3 separate regions of the Mus musculus genome follow, and regions 2 and 3 are each linked to region 1. Evidence: chromatin contacts called from public ChIA-PET data. All regions are on one chromosome and are shown on one strand. The core of a region is the stretch at or near the end of the contact, and the rest is flanking DNA. Distances in the headings are between cores, read along the strand shown. Region 1 has its middle 15 kb from the start of Gm29679. Region 2 overlaps Ncoa3 (nuclear receptor coactivator 3). Region 3 holds the start of Arfgef2 (ADP-ribosylation factor guanine nucleotide-exchange factor 2 (brefeldin A-inhibited)).

The links. ChIA-PET counts read pairs in DNA pulled down with a chosen protein or histone mark.
Region 2: a contact with region 1 is called in an RNA polymerase II ChIA-PET map of memory CD8 T cells, with 13 read pairs. The contact joins two enhancer-like sites. A contact is called at or near these places in 6 of 115 datasets of contacts at active chromatin or transcription factors (SST interneurons, T-cell acute lymphoblastic leukemia, embryonic basal ganglia and 2 more).
Region 3: a contact with region 1 is called in an RNA polymerase II ChIA-PET map of memory CD8 T cells, with 28 read pairs. The contact joins the promoter of Arfgef2 here to the enhancer-like site in region 1. A contact is called at or near these places in 2 of 39 promoter capture datasets (the HPC-7 cell line and hematopoietic stem and progenitor cells), 6 of 115 datasets of contacts at active chromatin or transcription factors (bone marrow-derived macrophages, embryonic stem cells, epiblast stem cells and 1 more) and 2 of 9 other capture datasets (adipose tissue and liver).

Annotation. Positions count from the first base shown.
Region 1 is chr2:166,547,762-166,550,645 of GRCm38.p6, reverse strand. No RefSeq gene overlaps it. Among named protein-coding and RNA genes, the nearest start is that of Gm29679, 15 kb to the left of the region's middle. Within about 2 kb of position 1,370, at least 78 of the 459 cell types and tissues checked have an H3K27ac peak or open chromatin away from gene starts, as enhancers often do. A contact at or near this core is called in the HPC-7 cell line, bone marrow-derived macrophages, hematopoietic stem and progenitor cells and 1 more, where this site is marked.
Region 2 is chr2:166,044,514-166,047,397 of GRCm38.p6, reverse strand. The region is part of intron 2 of Ncoa3 (nuclear receptor coactivator 3); the gene reads right to left. Among named protein-coding and RNA genes, the nearest start is that of Ncoa3, 53 kb to the right of the region's middle. Within about 2 kb of position 1,492, at least 140 of the 459 cell types and tissues checked have an H3K27ac peak or open chromatin away from gene starts, as enhancers often do. A contact at or near this core is called in memory CD8 T cells, where this site is marked.
Region 3 is chr2:166,804,141-166,807,024 of GRCm38.p6, reverse strand. It overlaps Arfgef2 (ADP-ribosylation factor guanine nucleotide-exchange factor 2 (brefeldin A-inhibited)), which reads right to left and starts at 1,444. Exons shown (of 39, transcript NM_001085495.2): 1 at 1,190-1,444. The coding sequence starts at 1,310.

The DNA.
Region 1 (2,884 bases), core at 121-2,620:
CCCCTTGCACTCAGAGACAGCCCATTCCCTATGGGACAGAGATGTCTACGCTCAGATTCAGGGATTTCCAGGAAGCCTCAGTGAGGCCTTTCCCTTCCCAGTGGGGGGAGCCTGCAGACACCTACAGAAAGATTGACTATGTGGAAGAGTGACGATCCTTTGGGCTTGTGAGGCTTGGGGAGCCATTTCTTCTGGGTCCGGAAGCCCCCCTACACTCTGCTCCCCATGTTGCTGGGATGTCCCATGCATATGGAAGGCACAAAGGACAGCCACATGCTGGCTCTTTCCTCCCATGGCCCCAGGAACACAGTGGCAGTTCTGCTGTGCAGGCCAGCAGTCTCAGAACAGAGGCGCGGAGCGGGAGCCCACCGCCGCTCCAGCTGCCAGGTGTGGCCATGACCTCAGGTCACAGTGCCCGGGGAAGCGCCGTGATGGGCATCTGCCTGGCCAGCCCCCCATTTTCCTGTGAAAGGGAGGCAGGACCTGACTGGGGCTGGGGTACCATCTGCTGTGTGAGTGCTTTGTGCTGAGAACTATGTGTGAGCCAAGCATCCCACCCTAGGGAGGCACAGCCACCGAGCAGGACCAGCTGGCAGGGGAACGGAGGGTAGGCTGGGGTGCCTGTCTCCATCTGTGTGTAACCCCTCCCAGGGAGCTCTGTGCTCACTGCACCTCAGTACAAGCCTGAGGTCCACCGCAGGCGCTTGGCCTCCTCAGCTGAGCTGCTCCACAGCCAGACGGCCATGCTGGTAGCCCAGAGGCTGTATACCCTGTACCTTGCACTCAGCGTCCTGGACTAGATAGCATCCGAGTGGATACACAGAAGGAACTCTGGGGACAGATGTGGACACTGGCCTCTTAGAACTGTTGTAAATTTGTCTGTACATGGAGAGAAGAGACAGGGGTCTGGGCCATGTTCTCCACCCTACCCACCCCGTGCCTTCCCTTTCTGGCATTTACAACCCAGGAAAGCAGGTGTTTTTCCCTTGACCCTGGTCTGCCCCTGCCTTGACATGAGGATCCTGGAGGGCGGGCCTGGTCCATTTTGTGCTCAGCTGTTGGAGGTGCACTGCTTTCAGACTGCTGCTTGTCCTGACTGCTCGCCCGTGGGAGGGGCTGGGATGCTCCCGTGTGTAACCTCTGCCCAAGGATCTTGCTGCATTGGTGGCAGTGGGCCTGATGAGGCCCCAGCCTGTGCACCACGGGCCTGGCAACTGGGGGCTTCCACTCTGCCACATTGTCCCGACTTTCTGACAAGACACAAGTGATGGGGATCACCCTCCCCCTTCGCCCTGCCTTGGGGGGGAAGGGGATGGGACCCCTAGTTAGTCACCTGCTGTGTGCCACCTAGAGCAGTTGGGACAGACCAGCTTCAGAGGACACAGGAAGGAAGCAGCCCCTGTGGTTTCTGCGGTCCACAGTGTTTCCTAACACACAGGGTGAGAAATGGGAGGGCAAGGGGTAAGCCTGCTTCTCTTGCTGTCTCTCCCTCAGGGGCCAGGTAGGTCTTTTCTGGATCTGGCCAGGCCTAAAGGGGCTCAAGGTCGCAGTGGGTACAGTGTTCTTTCTGTCTCTATTTGTCTGCCTGTCTCTCTTGCCCTTTGTTTCTCTAAATTCATGGCCTCTTTTACTTTAGTTCACACACACACACACACACACACACACACACACACTCACAGTTTCCTTGTTGAGGGATGAGGACTGCACTTATCCATGGATGTCTTAGTTACTTTTCTGTTGCTGTGAAGAGACACCATGACCAAGGCAACTTAGAAAAGAAAACATTGTGGCGAGGGGCGGGGGGGGGGGGGGAGATCTGAGGGGGAATTGTGGGGGTGGGGGGGTGGGGGGAGAGGACTTACATTTCCAGAGGGTTAGAGTTCATTATCATCATAATGGGGAGCATAGTAGCAGGCAGGCATGGTGCTGGAGCAGTAGGTGAGAGCTTCTGATCCACAGGCAGAAGGCAGAGAAAGCTAACTGGAAACAGAGTGGCTCACTGCCCCTGCCACACCTCTTCCAACAAGGCCACACCTCCTCCAACAAGGCCACACTTCGTAATCCCTCTCAAACAGTTCCACCAACTGGGCACCAGGCATTGAAACACATGAGCTTATGGGTGCCATTCAAACTACCACAGTGGTTACAAAGACAACTACTTGGAATGTAACCCATGTGGAACAATGCCTTGGGGAACTGTGAGAGAGGCGGCAGGAAAAAGCTCAGAGGGCCTTTTACTTTGAGGGCATTTTGCTCTTTGGATGTGTTTTTGTGCCTCCAGTGCTAAACATTTACATTCAATTTATAAGGCATGTTTATTCTTGTTGGATGTCGGATCATAGCTGTAGAACCCAATCCGGTCAGTGTGCCCTGAATCTGGATCTGGCCTTCTGCTGTGCTTTCATGTTTTCCCCAGATATACTCTCCAGTATGTGCCAGGCGATTGTGTTTCAATGGCTCTGTCCTGAGAAAGTGCTGGGAAAGCGCTGCTCTGTCAATATTTGGTATGTGCTTACTGACGCTTCTTTACATGTTTGTCTCATCATGTTCTTCTGAACTCCAACAGCCTCCCCTGGGCCACTGCTTTCTTTGTTACATTCGTGTATAGAAGTCCACTGACTCTGAAGTAAGCTTGTCTAAAGCGTTAGGCTGTGGTCTGCCCCGTTCTTTCAGGTCCTCACAGCTCAGGTCTCACAAACATAGATGTGCACAGGTCGGAGAACGTCAGTAATGCTGGCTGAGGGAAGTGGTGGTTGTAGGTTCTCCAAGGTCCATGACATCACTAGCCCTGCGGACTTGCCTAGGTTTCTGTGGTCCTCCCCGCTCTCGTGGTCATCGGCCTATATGGTTCACGAGGGCAGTGGGAGCAGAGGGGACAAACGGG
Region 2 (2,884 bases), core at 243-2,742, 500 kb after region 1:
TCACATGGTGGAACAGCTGTATCCTGTGGTCCTGGGGTATTTCTGTATGAATGAGTGTGTCTGCACAAGCTCAGAGCTCAGATGCGTTGTAATTATGCTGGGCATGGTGGTGCCAGCCTCTAACCCCAGCACTCAGAAGGCTGAGTCAGGAACATTAAGGATTCTGGTTAAGCCTGGTCTACAAAGCAAGTTCCAGGCCAATCTGGGCCCAGTGTCAACTTATATTTCACAAATAAATTATGTTTAATAAAAGACTATAGCACTTCAATCTTGAAACAATTCTGAATTTTATTTATACCAAGGTAATAAAAGCTAACCCAGTGATTTGGTAAGAACACTTCAAGTAATGAGCCCAGACTAGGCTAGAAGATTGGTTTTGACTTTCTGTATATGAGTGAGTGTTTGCCTACATGTATATATACATATGTATGTGTGTGTGTGTGTGTATATATATATAGCTAGCATGTGTATGCAGTGTCCCCACAAGCCACAAAAAGTCGCTGTCAATCCCCTGGAGCTAGAGTTAAGAGGCAGTCATGATCTACCATGTGGGCATGTTGGGAACAGAACTCATCCTCCTGTCCCCAGGCTCTTTTCCTAGGTAGCACTTCTGTCCACTGGATCGTTTCTCTTCCATTGTTAAGTCCAAGTTAGCCTAGACTATATTAACATGACTGTAGAACTACCCTACGTTCTTCTTAAAGCATAGGTGCAAAGCCAGATACACACTATACGACAGGTTGCCATTAAGTCACACAGCAGCCATTATTTACATACTGACGGCTGGAAAAATAATGTATCTTGGTTAAGTTTCGCACACTAAGACGATAAATACAAGTTATTTCTTTTTGAGCTTATAATGTCAGGGCTCTATTCAGCCTCATTTACTAACTAAGTGGTTAACTCGTGCGCGAACATGACAATCACTGGTCTAAAGAATCCAATGTTGCATCAGTATTGCAGCCAGCCAGCCTGCAGTTGTGCCACTAGGTGGCACAATTCCACCACAAAGGCCAGTTTAAAAATAAAAATAAAATGTAAAAAACCCCACATGATCAAACTTAAAATATGTAGGTCATGTTTGTTTTGAGACAGGGCCTCATTGCCCAGACTGGCCTGGAACCCATAGTTGTGGTTGGCCCTGAGCACCAATCCTCCTGCCTCTGCTTCATACTGAGCAACAAGTATTTGCCGTCCTATCTGTGGTCACACACACCTTTTGAACCCTCTACAGTGTCAGACTACAGCATCATGTAGACAGACAAAGTGTTAAACAGACAAGTGTGGTTCTAGCTGTGTTGTCAATCAGTTCAGAGATTATTTTTTTAACTGAGCAACATTGAGCGCTTACATACCTATCTTTACTTAACTTATTCCAGAAGTCTAACATTATCTTCTTGCCCTTGTGCTACATGGACTGCAAGTCCACGTGGAGAACCGTCAGTGAAGAGCAGTTCATGGTTTGATCTGTACTCCACAACAGGTCTGACTTTGCTGTGCAATACAGCATACAGCAGGAAATGAACATCAGTGGAGTGGTGCCAACTCAATGTAACTGAATACACAAAGACTGGCAGTGGCTCCCTCTAAAAACATTAAAATGCTGGTTACGGCTTACCGTTAACCAGCTTCCTTTTTGTTATCTCAGGGTTCTGACAGGAGAACATGCTTGCTAACTAGCCCGAAGCACAAGGACACATGGCCAAAAAGAAGAATTAGTGAGAGGCCTCAGAGGGCAGAGGCACTCTCTTGCCTCTTTCCTGGCAACCAGAGATCCATCCTGGGGCCCACAAGCTAGAAGGAAAGAACCATGTTTTCTGTACAATGTTTGTAGACTGAGACCTGTGTGCATGCACAGGCACACAAACGTTTAAAAAAAGATTAAACAAAAAATATCAATGCTGGTGTTCTGTTTGAGCAAGTTATTTTAAGGTCTAAGAAAAACCTTATTGTACCAAAATGAGAGGAGGTAGGCCATCCAAGGATAAGGCAGCAGAGACTGGTTAAGCCTTCCCCTTTTCCTAACTTAGTTAGTAACAGAGGGAGTGGATGAGACAGAGCAGAATGGCACTGAACTAACATACACTGGGTGGTTACACATGGTGACCCCCACCACACACATGTGATTAGTTCTGTTCTACAGATAGGGAAGTGGCTAAATAGCTTGCCTAGAATCATTACTAGATCCGGATGGAAGAGGCTATGACATATTCCATAACCAACCAAGCCATCACCAGAGCAAACGATTCATGACTCATTCCCTAAGTCAAACTCCCTCCACCCAGCTCACAAAGCTTCACAGCTTAATCAGGAACCACATAAAGTGCTGTAACATCTGCTGGTTAGGGGCATGAGGTAAGGGTCTGGGCAGGTAGGGGTTACCTCCACAGGCATTATGCCTCCTCCTACCCACCACTCCCCATGACACTGCCTGAACCATGCTCTGCCAGGCCTGATACCACCCTGTCTTCCACATGACTGTTTGTGTCTTCTCTAATTAATCTTTGTCTCAAAGAGGCACATTTTTCAAAGTACCTCTGGTTTCCTGCAAGTGACAATCAGACCTCAATCCTATCAAGGACTGTCCAGGCTGCACCACTGAAGAGCACGGCCTGACTTCACTGTACTACAAAAACATGTGCACATATAAACTGTCAGTGAGGGCCAGCACTGGATAAAGCTGGCCTTTCCAATTAGATGTGTTTACTTTCAAATAGATAACATTTCATTAGAAGTCTTTTTGTTTGTTTGTTTTTTCCCCCAAGACAGGGTTTCTCTGTGTAGCCCTGGCTGTCCTAGAATTCCCTCTGTAGACTGTAGACTAGGGTGGCCTTGAACTCACAGAAATCTGCCTGCCCCCACAGCCTGGTTCATTATATCTTTT
Region 3 (2,884 bases), core at 195-2,694, 260 kb before region 1:
CGTTCTCCTGCACCCATGGAGAAGAGTGACTAACAGAAACTCAGCCCTTCTGTTTACTCAACCTTTTAGGACAACAGGCCTTTTAACCAAATCCCATGGATTGCACAGGGCGATGAATTCACAGGGAGACAGCTCTGGTCAAATGTCCTGACGCTCTCCGTCCACAACTTTTTTCCTCTTGAACCTCCACACAGTCGACATTTCTTACCTTTCAGACCTGGGCTCAAATGTCACACTTTCAGACAAGACTACTTTCCTGACCATCCAACCTAAAGCAGACCTCAGGTCCTCTGTATCACTTAAGTCTTTTTTCTGACAGCAGTACTTATTAGTACTGTTTTGTCTGCTCTATCAGAACCTAAGAAGATCCACAGGGACAAAGGATTCCATTTCTCCTTCATAGACATCTCCTCAGTACCTGCTACACAGGCTCTCGAGAAGTAACTAAAGATAGGAGACTGATGTTGGTGTCAACTACCGAGCTTTTACCTAGTTAGGAGCTAGAGACTTCTGTCTTTCCACAATCCATGGATCCATTCAACCAGCAAATATTTACTGAGCAACTACTGTGTGCGAAGCACTGTCATAAATGCACAGGACACCGCATTGAAGCAATCAGACAAGTATCTTTGCTCTACAGAACCTTTATTTTAGGGACCCGCCCTAAAATGAGTAGAAGTCGTACACGCTGTCCAATGCCTGAAATATAGATCATCTTACATCCCTTCCAGGCGAAGCGCCCTGGGAACCCCAATGTTCTCCAGTGAGACATTTCCCAAACAAGCCTCCGGGGTTCCTCGGCACCAACCGGGCAGCTCTCTGACCTGCTCTGATCGCTCCCGTGGGAGAGCCCCCAACCAGCATAGTGGCGCTGAAGGAAAAACTTAAGATCGAGAGCTACTGCTTCAGAGGACTTGGAGATGGTGAGGGGAGGAACCAGGAAACGGGACAAGGAGTCGTGGCAAGGGCCCCAGGCAGGGAAGCTGGAAAACCAGCCGTGGCTGTCACCAACTTGCTAGGTGACCTTGGGCCAGTCTCGGCCGCCCCAACACCAGCTCCCACGGGGACAGCGAGCGGAAGAGGACGGGAGGGTGGGATTCGGGCTGGGAGGAGTGGAGGGCAGCAGGCCCGGAGGGTAACGGCCGGCGTGGGGAAGCCGGCGCGGGCCAGGCCGGGGTGGCTCACTCACCGAGCGCCACCTGGCAGGCCCTACGCAGCTGGGAGTGCTGGGGCCGCTTCACCTCCTTGTCAGCTAGGATCTTCTCCAGGGCCCGGGACACGAACATGCTCTTGGTCTGGCTTTCCTGCATGGCCCCGGCCTGCGGGGGCCGGCGACCCCGCGAGCCGGCGGTGCGAGCGAGCAGGAGAGCGAGGCTGAGGGCCCGGCGACCCGGCCGGCACCGGCCGCGTCCGTGCGCGCCGCCCTGTCAGGAAGAGACGCCCCGGCCCCACGGCGCCGCCAAGTTGCAGCGCGTCACGTGACCACGTGACTGGCGGTGTCGCTGCGTCTGCTGAGCGTCGGTCGACCCTGTGACCCCAAGGGTGGGGGGCCGGCCGGGAGGCGGAGCCAGAGTGGGGTGGAGTTCTGTGGGTGGGGCGGGTGGGCGGGGCAGTAGACCTGTGGTGGGGCGTGGTCTGTTCGGTTGGGGCGGGGCCTACGCGAGTGGTGCTGGTCCGGGCGTGTCTAAGTAGTATAACCGGGCCAGGTAGGGGAGTGATGGTCAATGACTATGAAGGGGAAGAAAATGCAGGTCAAAGCCTATAGACATGGGCAGCCCTGAAGGAAAGATGCAAGTGATCGGAGGTAGGAAGAGACTAAGAGCATGCGCTAGATATGCTGAGAAAAGCGAAAGAGGGAGTAAAGGGGAAAGAAAAAAATCGTAAAAAGAATTAGTGAGGGCTGGTGAGATAGCTCAGTGTTTAAGAGCACCGACTGCTCTTCCAAAGGTCCTGAGTTCAAATCCCAGCAACCACATGGTGGCTCACAACCACCCGTAATGAAATCTGATGCCTTCTTCTGGAGTGTCTGAAGACAGCTACAGTGTACACATAATAAATAAATAAATAAATAAATAAATAAATAAATCTTTAAAAAAAAGAATTAGTGAGAGTAATAATAGTCGAGAGAAGAGAGATGGGCAAAAGGAAGTGAATGGAATGAGAGAGGTGACAGAGAGTAGGGAAGGTCAGATGCCGGATCCAGGAAGGGCAGAGAAATCAGGGATGGAAAGGAGGCTCAGGGAAGTTAAGAACCAGGACTGAGGATGAAGCCAGAAGGGAAGAGAGAAGAGAGAGGAGGGGAGGGGAAAGAAGGGTAGGCTGGAAGGTATATTCACGGTGTCTATCTCTTCCAGATTTGTATCTCTGACAGCAAACCACACCAGCCCTGGACACAGTCCTGCTGCCACAGGAGAGAGAGCTCCTGGCGGGCCAGTTTGTAAGAAGTAATCCTTCTGTCGCTAGAGTTTTACTTGTTTGTTTTGTTTGTTGTTGTTGTTTTGATACAATCCTGATGTGTATCGCCGGCTGTCCTTGACCTTGAACTCAATGTCCTCTCTGGGATGAGGGACTGAGTTGCATATTTTACATACCAAAGCTGACCTGGCCTCCAGGTTCTCCCAGCATCCCTCAGTCCCTACCTGGCATCCCCTGCTCCCAACCCTGAACTTTCCAGCACAAGGGTTGGGCTGCCCTTCTCCTTCCTTTTCACTCAGAGGCAGAGGCTCTTCCAGACATTTTGGCTTCTCTCTCTCTCTCTCTCTCTCTCTCTCTCTCTCTTTCTCTCTCTCTCTGCAAGCACTCTTCCTCTCTTCCCATGGCGACTTGCCTTGCCTCCTTCCTCAGGACCAGTGAACTCAACTGAGAGCAGCTTCGCAGCTTCCCA